Linked DNA regions of Anas platyrhynchos: region 1 is linked to region 2. A link is a contact called in public Hi-C data. All regions are on one chromosome and are shown on one strand. The core of a region is the stretch at or near the end of the contact, and the rest is flanking DNA. Distances in the headings are between cores, read along the strand shown. Region 1 holds the start of PDE3B (phosphodiesterase 3B). Region 2 overlaps PDE3B (phosphodiesterase 3B).

What was found. A called contact is a pair of places that touch in the nucleus more often than the background predicts.
Region 1: a contact with region 2 is called in a Hi-C map of liver, with 4 times the contacts expected there. The contact joins the promoter of PDE3B here to the enhancer-like site in region 2. A contact is called at or near these places in 4 of 8 Hi-C or Micro-C datasets (F1 follicle, liver, skeletal muscle and 1 more).

Annotation. Positions count from the first base shown.
Region 1 is chr5:61,973,643-61,977,194 of IASCAAS_PekinDuck_T2T, reverse strand. PDE3B (phosphodiesterase 3B) reads left to right here and starts at 1,313. Exons shown (of 16, transcript XM_013100967.5): 1 at 1,313-2,523. The coding sequence starts at 1,516. LOC106017559 (a long non-coding RNA gene) reads right to left here and starts at 1,269. Exons shown (of 4, transcript XR_011809864.1): 1 at 1-1,269.
Region 2 is chr5:61,919,291-61,922,865 of IASCAAS_PekinDuck_T2T, reverse strand. All of the region lies in intron 1 of PDE3B (phosphodiesterase 3B), which reads left to right. Among named protein-coding and RNA genes, the nearest start is that of CYP2R1, 50 kb to the right of the region's middle. Within about 2 kb of position 1,820, at least 1 of the 8 cell types and tissues checked has an H3K27ac peak or open chromatin away from gene starts, as enhancers often do.

The DNA of each region.
Region 1 (3,552 bases), core at 64-2,563, 55 kb before region 2:
CAAGACTCACAAGCCTGGGGAAAGATATAAAATCACGAACTGAAGAAAAAAGATGACTTGATAGGAACTTTTATCGACTAAGACAGATAGCAAACACGAAAAACATTTCACACAAGGCAGTCAAGTTGTACGGAGTGAGGACCTCCTTCCTGCAGTACACGGCAGATGCCAAAAGCCAACGTGGACTTAAAAGTAAACGAATACATAACTGGTTGTGCAAATTCATGGAATAAAAATGCACTGAGGACCGTGTTAAATATAAGACACCACTTCTGATTCAGAAAGCGCTAATGCCACAGTGGGTTGCATATGGGGTATTAAGGGATCAGATGATGTCCTTCCTATCTTTGTACTCTTCCTTTGTATGCTTTCCAGTGCCCACTGTTAGAGTTGCTTATATTCATGGACGATGTTTATATGAAGATTACAGTATCTGTGAAATACCAAGTGTTTCAGGGATGCATTTATTTATAGCTGAATCTAAGAAGTGAAGGAGCTGTGCAAAATAGCAAGATTTATTGGACTTGATGATCCTTTAGGGTCCCTTCCAACTCAGGATATTCTATGATTCTATGATTATCTCAGCCCTGAAAACATTCACGTGTACGCTTGATCGCAGGCTAACTGATGTCAATAACATGCGAGTTAAAGTCAGTGCGGGATTATTAGCCCAGAAGGAAATTCACATGCTCTCTTTTGCAAACTTTTAACCGAGGACTCTGTGCCATTATAGCGGCTGTGAGCGTAGCAAGACAGGCCAGAATTCCTTTTTCTTTTTTTGGGGGGGGAAAGCGCGGAGGAGGTGTTTCTGCCAGAGGGAGGCCTGTGACGGCACTGAAGTTCCGCCGATTTGCTTTGCCTTTTTGAAGCACAAACCGCTGCTTATTCCCAACTTCTTACGTACAGAAGCGACTCTGTTCGTCACCGCGCATTGCAGGCGCTGTCAAGCGATCCCGCTGGACGGCTTCTGCTCATCGTCAGCCCTCAGGCCCGGGCCCTGCAGCTTCCTCTTCCCCCGCGGGCTGCCAACGAGGGCTGCGAGAAGCGCAGCGAGCCCCGCTCCTGCTGCTCCCTTCCCGAGCCCTGACCCAGCCGGGCGGCCCCGGGCAGCGCCAGCCCCTGCTGCTCCCTGCACGCCGCCTTCGGGGGGTGCCTCGGGGAGCCCCCAAACTCCTCTCAGGCTGCGTCGGACCTGCCTCGGGCTCCCTCCGAGCTTCCCGCAGCCGATCTCGCTCTCCTCCGCTCCCAGGGCCTCGCCCACCCCCGCCTCCCGCCCCCCGCCCCCTCCAGCGGCCGCTGCCGTCGGTGAGCGCTGGGAGGCGGCCGCGAGCCCCTCCCGCTGGCTCCGTTTCGGGGCAGAGCAGAGCAGAGCGAGCGGGGCTCGTTACCTTTTCTCTCCTTCCCCGCCGCTCCCCCACCATGCTCCGGCCGCCGCTGCCCGCGGAGGAGACGCCGCGGCTGAGGGCGGCGCGGCCGGGCCGCCGATAGCGCGACCCGCGCCCTGCCCCGACCACCATGAGGGACGAGAGGGAAGCCCCCGCCGCTGCTCCCGGTCCCGGTGCCGGTCCCGGTGCCGGTCCCGGCGCCGTCCGAGCCCCGCAGCGCTGCCAGCAGCCGGACGGCGGCGCGGAGAGCCTGCGGAACGGCTACGTGAGGAGCTGCGCGACCCCCCTGCGGCAGGACCCCCCGAGGAGCTTCCTCTCGCTGCTGCTGCTCCCCTCCTCCTCCTCCTCCTCCTCCTCCTCCTCCTGCTGCTGCCGCCGGGCGCTGCTCAGCCTGGCCGCCCTGGCCGCCCTGGTCCTCTCGCTGCTGGCTCTGCCGGGCCGGGGCAGCGGCGGGGGGCAGCAGGACGGGGGCGGCTGGAGGAGCCCCCGGGCTCTGCACGCCTTGCTGAGCCTCTCCCGCTGCCTCAGCCCGCTCTTCAGCATCGCCTGCGCCTTCTTCTTCCTCACCTGCCACCTGGCCCGCGGCGGGGCGCCCCGCTGGTGGCTGCTGGCGCTTCCCGTCTGCTGCTACTCGGGGGACTTGGTGGCGCTGCAGTGGCTGCCGCCCCCCGCGGGGCGCCAGGAGGAGCCCCGGGCCCCCGGCGAGCCGCAGATGCTGGCGGGCCGGCTGCTGACGGTGCTGAGCTCGGTGGCGGCGCTGACCCTGCTGCAGAGCTCCCTGCAGCTCCGCCGCCGCCTCCTCGTCTTGCTCTTCTCCAGCCTGGTGTGGCTGGCGTCCCTCGGCAGCCTCCCCTCGCTGCCCCCGGCCCTCCGCCCGCTGCTGGCCGGCGCTGTGGGGGCGGTGGGCTGCCTGCTAGCCCTTTGCTGCGGTGTCCCGGCGGCCCGGAGCCGGGCACAGCAGCAGCAGCAGCAGCAGCATCGCCAGCACCCGCGGCTCCCCAGCGCGGAGGAGAAAGTGCCCGTGATCAGACCCAGGAGGAGATCGAGCTGCGTGTCCCTCGGGGAGAGCCCGGGCAGCTACTACGGCGGCAGCAAGATGTTTCGGAGGCCCTCGCTGCCCTGCATTTCCCGGGAGCAGGTAGGTTTCCTCCCAGACCGCAGGGAGAAACTTTCCGAGGAGTGAGCGCCGCTCGCCCTGCCCTGCCCGGCCTCTCGGTGGGTGCCCGCTGTCAGGAGCCCGCTGAAGAAATGGAGGAAAATAGTGGTTCCTCAGCGGGGCTTCAGTCCTCAACTTGGTTTTCTGCACGGCCGCTGTGACCCTGCCTTTTGGTCTGTATGGAAGCTAAATCCTACCCATGCATTTGCAGTAGCATACAGGACTCGCTTGCTTTCCGTGCGATCTTAAATATTAAAGCGTAGCCCCTCTCCCTTAAACAAACAAACACCTTCAGCTATCAGCTACCTTGTCTCTTTTCCAAAGCCCAGCTCCTCCACTTCTGGCAGACTTCACCAGAGAAAGAAGCCACAGCTTGCTAGCTGCTCGGCACTTCACTTTCTTCCCTGCTTTCTGTCGACAAAAAGGTGCTAAAGAAAAACACAAAATCAGGTTTTGAGGGTTATTTTGTACCGATGTTTGGCGGTGTTTGAGTGGCATGCGCCCTTCTGCCTTGCAGATTTCTCTCTCTGCCTCTTAGCCATCTCTTCCTCGCTCCAAGTAACTTAACATTGGGTTGGGGTTGATTGGATTTAAGCAACTACTTTCTACTTTTTTTTTTTTTTTTTTTTTTTTTTAACTGAAGAGAGAGCTGTTCAGTAGAGCCTGGAAAGATGCCTGCAACGTTCAGCTTTCTTGAATGGAACTCTGTTGGTTTCTCCCTCCTGGCAAACTTGTCAATGGGTCTTGTTTTTTCGCAGCGCGAAGCCCCGTGTGGGGCCGGGGTTGTTTATGTTCGGCACATTGCACGTGAAATGCAGGGCTCCGAGCAGTGTGTTGGAGGGAGAACCAGCCCCGGATGGACTTGGGATGAGGGCACAGCTCAGGGGGGAACGTGTGAGCCAGCAGCTCCTGCAAGGGGTGGTTGCCTCACAGCCCCCCACCTCTCCTTGTTGTGGCTGAAATTCAGGAAACTTGCTAAATGCAAGTTTCTAACCCCGCTTTATGGTGTGT
Region 2 (3,575 bases), core at 571-3,070:
GTTTCAATATTTTTCCCCCAGGAGAGCTCGTCTTATATTTCCTGGCACTGCATCCAGAAACTTGTCAGTAAGATATTTTTTAATGCCGATTTAACTTTCTCTAACACAATTACTCTTGTAGTCAGACTGACAATTACGGTCTTTCATCTGTTTTTAAGTTGTTATTTTTAATTCTTTAGCTTGAGTAACTGAGAATGTCATTAGTTCAATCCCCATGTATAACTTCCAACCATAGCACTACACCAATATTTATTTTCCTTTATGAAATAGTATCTTTTTTGGCTTCTTGACCATGTTCTCCCAGCTCACTTCCCTAACTTCAGTGTCTGTACTGTTACTTTTAGAGTCATCATCTTCCTCGACCGGGTAAATTACTGAAAGGAAAAAACAGTGATTTGTGTTGATTTGTGTACCTTGTGGCAATTCTGTTTAGAATATATAACAACAATTAATGCAATCATATTCAAAAAAAAAAAAAAAAAAAAAGGCGGCAGTGTTTAGTAAATTAGTGTTTGTTGTTGTTTTTCTACATTGAAGGCACCGTGTCTCTGAAGTGTAGCCTGGAGGATTTGAAAATACTGTCTCATATTCCAAAAAAATACTGTTTCTTGTGCCTGCAGGTAGCTGGAGAAGAACTGCGAGGTTTTGTAACAATCATTCAGTGGGTATGCTGCCAGAATGCAGTGGTGATTCCTTGCTGTAGGAATTTGAGGCCATTGAATGGAGCAGGTTGACAGATTCAAAAGGAAAAGGGACTTTGCATAATCTGCAATTAAGTTGTGAAACGCTTTTGTGCATGATATCCTAACTGTCAGAAGTCTACGTGGATTCTGAAAGAGTGATCAGACAGATGCAAAGACCAAAAAAAAAAAAATCAGTCAAGAGTATTCTGAGAAACTGCAGCTAGCTCTGGAATATTCTTATCTTGAGGTGGCTGTGATTGTCGGTGGCAAGATAGCAACTAGATGAACAGATATGGTCTAATTTACTTGGTGTGAACCATTCTCATGTTCCATGGTAACTTCTGGCTGCAAGAGCTGTACAGCTTTAGTTTATGCTGCTTGTTGCAAAGCAGGAGTTGGAGCGAGCCGAGGACTGTGTTTTCGTGAGATTTTAAAGAGAAAGTTTTGATAAAGCACATGTGTGAAAAATTCTCTATCTCCTGTTCTTCAGCTCAGCACTTGCAAAAAACTCGACCCACCATCATGTAACAGCCCTATGAAGTAGTTTCTCTCAGTGTCCTATGGAACAGATCTAAGATACATTCTTAAACCTCTAGTGTAATAGGTGGGAAAAAACACTTGATTTGAAAAAAATAAGTTAATAGAGGAAATCAGTTCATGTCTAAATAAAGTGTTTTAGTTACTGCATTAAGAATCCATCAGCATAAGATTCGTGCCCATCCATCTATTGCAGAAGGAAGAAACTTGAGGTTACTGTCTCCATTGCACTAACAGTGTGTCAGCACACCAGTAAAGGTGTGTTTTTACTGTGCATTATTTTAAAGCCATGTCAATAGGTAGATGTGAAGCGGATGCTTTGGGAACAGCTTCTAGATTATATTTTTCATAAAAGCAACACAACTTTAAAAATGGTTTTAGGTTTCGGATGACAGCAAGAGAAGCACAGAATGCCAGAACACCGGAGCAACTGCTGGATCAGCGATGGGAGCAGTAATCCACCTAGCGCTCTTTCTTCCCTTTGATGGCGATTAGAACCACATGCTCCAAAGGAAAATGCTTGTAATGGGCAATTAAAGGATCTGCACATAGCAGGCTTTTTTTTCCTCTACCCTCCCTCCCCCAGTTGCCATAAATTACTGGTTGGCCTTTACTCTGACATGCAAGTCTGACAAAACCTAGAAGGAACAGGAAATGACCTAAGTGTGGTTTTAGCCAGTTTTTTTCATTAGCTACATAAAGGAGGGGGGAGAGGAAAGAAAAAACACACAGAAAAAGAAAAACACTTTCCCTTAATAAGCAAAACACCTTTAAAACCTTTTTGAAACACTTGAAGATCTCATAAAATATTGAAAGGATGTTCTGAGCAAATAAGGCAAACAAACAAACAAAAAAAAAAGAAAGGAAGAAATCTGTAAACTTTCTGCAACAAAGTGGAAACTGACCTGCAGATACTCCTGGTTACAAAAGCAGAAGTATCATGTCTTGTTTAAAAAAACAAAACAAACCCCAACCAAGCAATAAAAAAGTATTATTTCACCCACCTGTAAGCATTAATGTGAACTTTCTCCGTAAGCCTGCTGAAGGCTTATTTGAAAGTTAACCTAACCTATCAGTGGAGTGTTTTTGCTCTGTTTTTGTATCTTGTGGGTATGTTGGAGTCTAGTGACTACTTTGGTGTAGCCAGGCACCTGTGTGCTCCTGTCTGGTTCTTATCTGTCCAGGCAAGTATTTTGTACATCCCATATAATGTATCAAATAAATATTTAATAAAATAATTAAGTAGGAGCAACTCTCTTTCCATTGAAGGAGTATTTTAGATTTCTCACAAAAGCGAGGATAATGCCTTTAATGAATTAGTTCAGTCAAGTCAGTGGAAAAGGCCAGGACGTGACCATTGTAGTGAAATATCGTCACGACTCTAAATGCCTTAAGTATCACACTGAATGCTTTTCGAAGTGCCATATCTTGTCTTGTTTATGATAATCTCTTCAAATGGCTGTTCTGGCTGCAGCAGGATGTTGTCTTATTTAAGTAATGCTGCTGCTTTGACAAAGTCATTCTTTGGTTGTATCACCATTAGTCCTGTACAGAATATAACTTCACTTACTGGAATAGAGTTTTTCAAAACCTGCCATTTTTACACAGAGAAAAAAACACAAACTAGTTAATAAGATAGGGCTTCTAGGTTATGTGGTGCTGTGTTTGCTTTTGTATCATGAAACTACAGGGATTTATATAGCCAATTGATTCTGAACTGTCACAAAAGAACATTTAAAAATAAAAGCAATGAACCTAGCATCAGTCTTGGTTGACAGGCAGTCATGAAAAGAAATGGATGTGTAATGCAACCTTTCTTGTACTTTTCAATAAATTAGTTTCTCAGCTGGTTGTAGAATTCAGCTTTTGAATGAGGTGATGCTCTACAGAGTTGGTTTCTGAATCAAGTTGCTATGGTGTTGGTTTCATTGTTTAGGCAATTCTCTGCTGGTCGCTATGGAAATGCTTATTTACGGAGCTGATTCCTAACCGTGTCAGCCAGATGCTACTAGCAGCTGGGAACCTTTCATATTTCATCAATGAAAGGCTTGGTCAGAAGTAGAAACTCCTTTTTCTACTCACTTGTTCTCCAAGAAAATTTGAGAGCATGGAACGCGAACGGGTGCAGTCAAATCAGATGAGTTTGCTTCTTCCCAGTGAGCAACGTGGAAACCAGCACCTCCTGGGACCTGCTTTAGGCGATCAAACAGCACAGCGACTGCTGTTAGTGGTGTGTATGGCCTCATATGGACTTCACACCTCAGCGCATTAGGGTATGTGGCATATTTCTAGGTTATTTGCTAGTTTGAAAACTGCTTTTTAGTTTTATAAGCTCTGAAACTTTTTTTGTAGTCA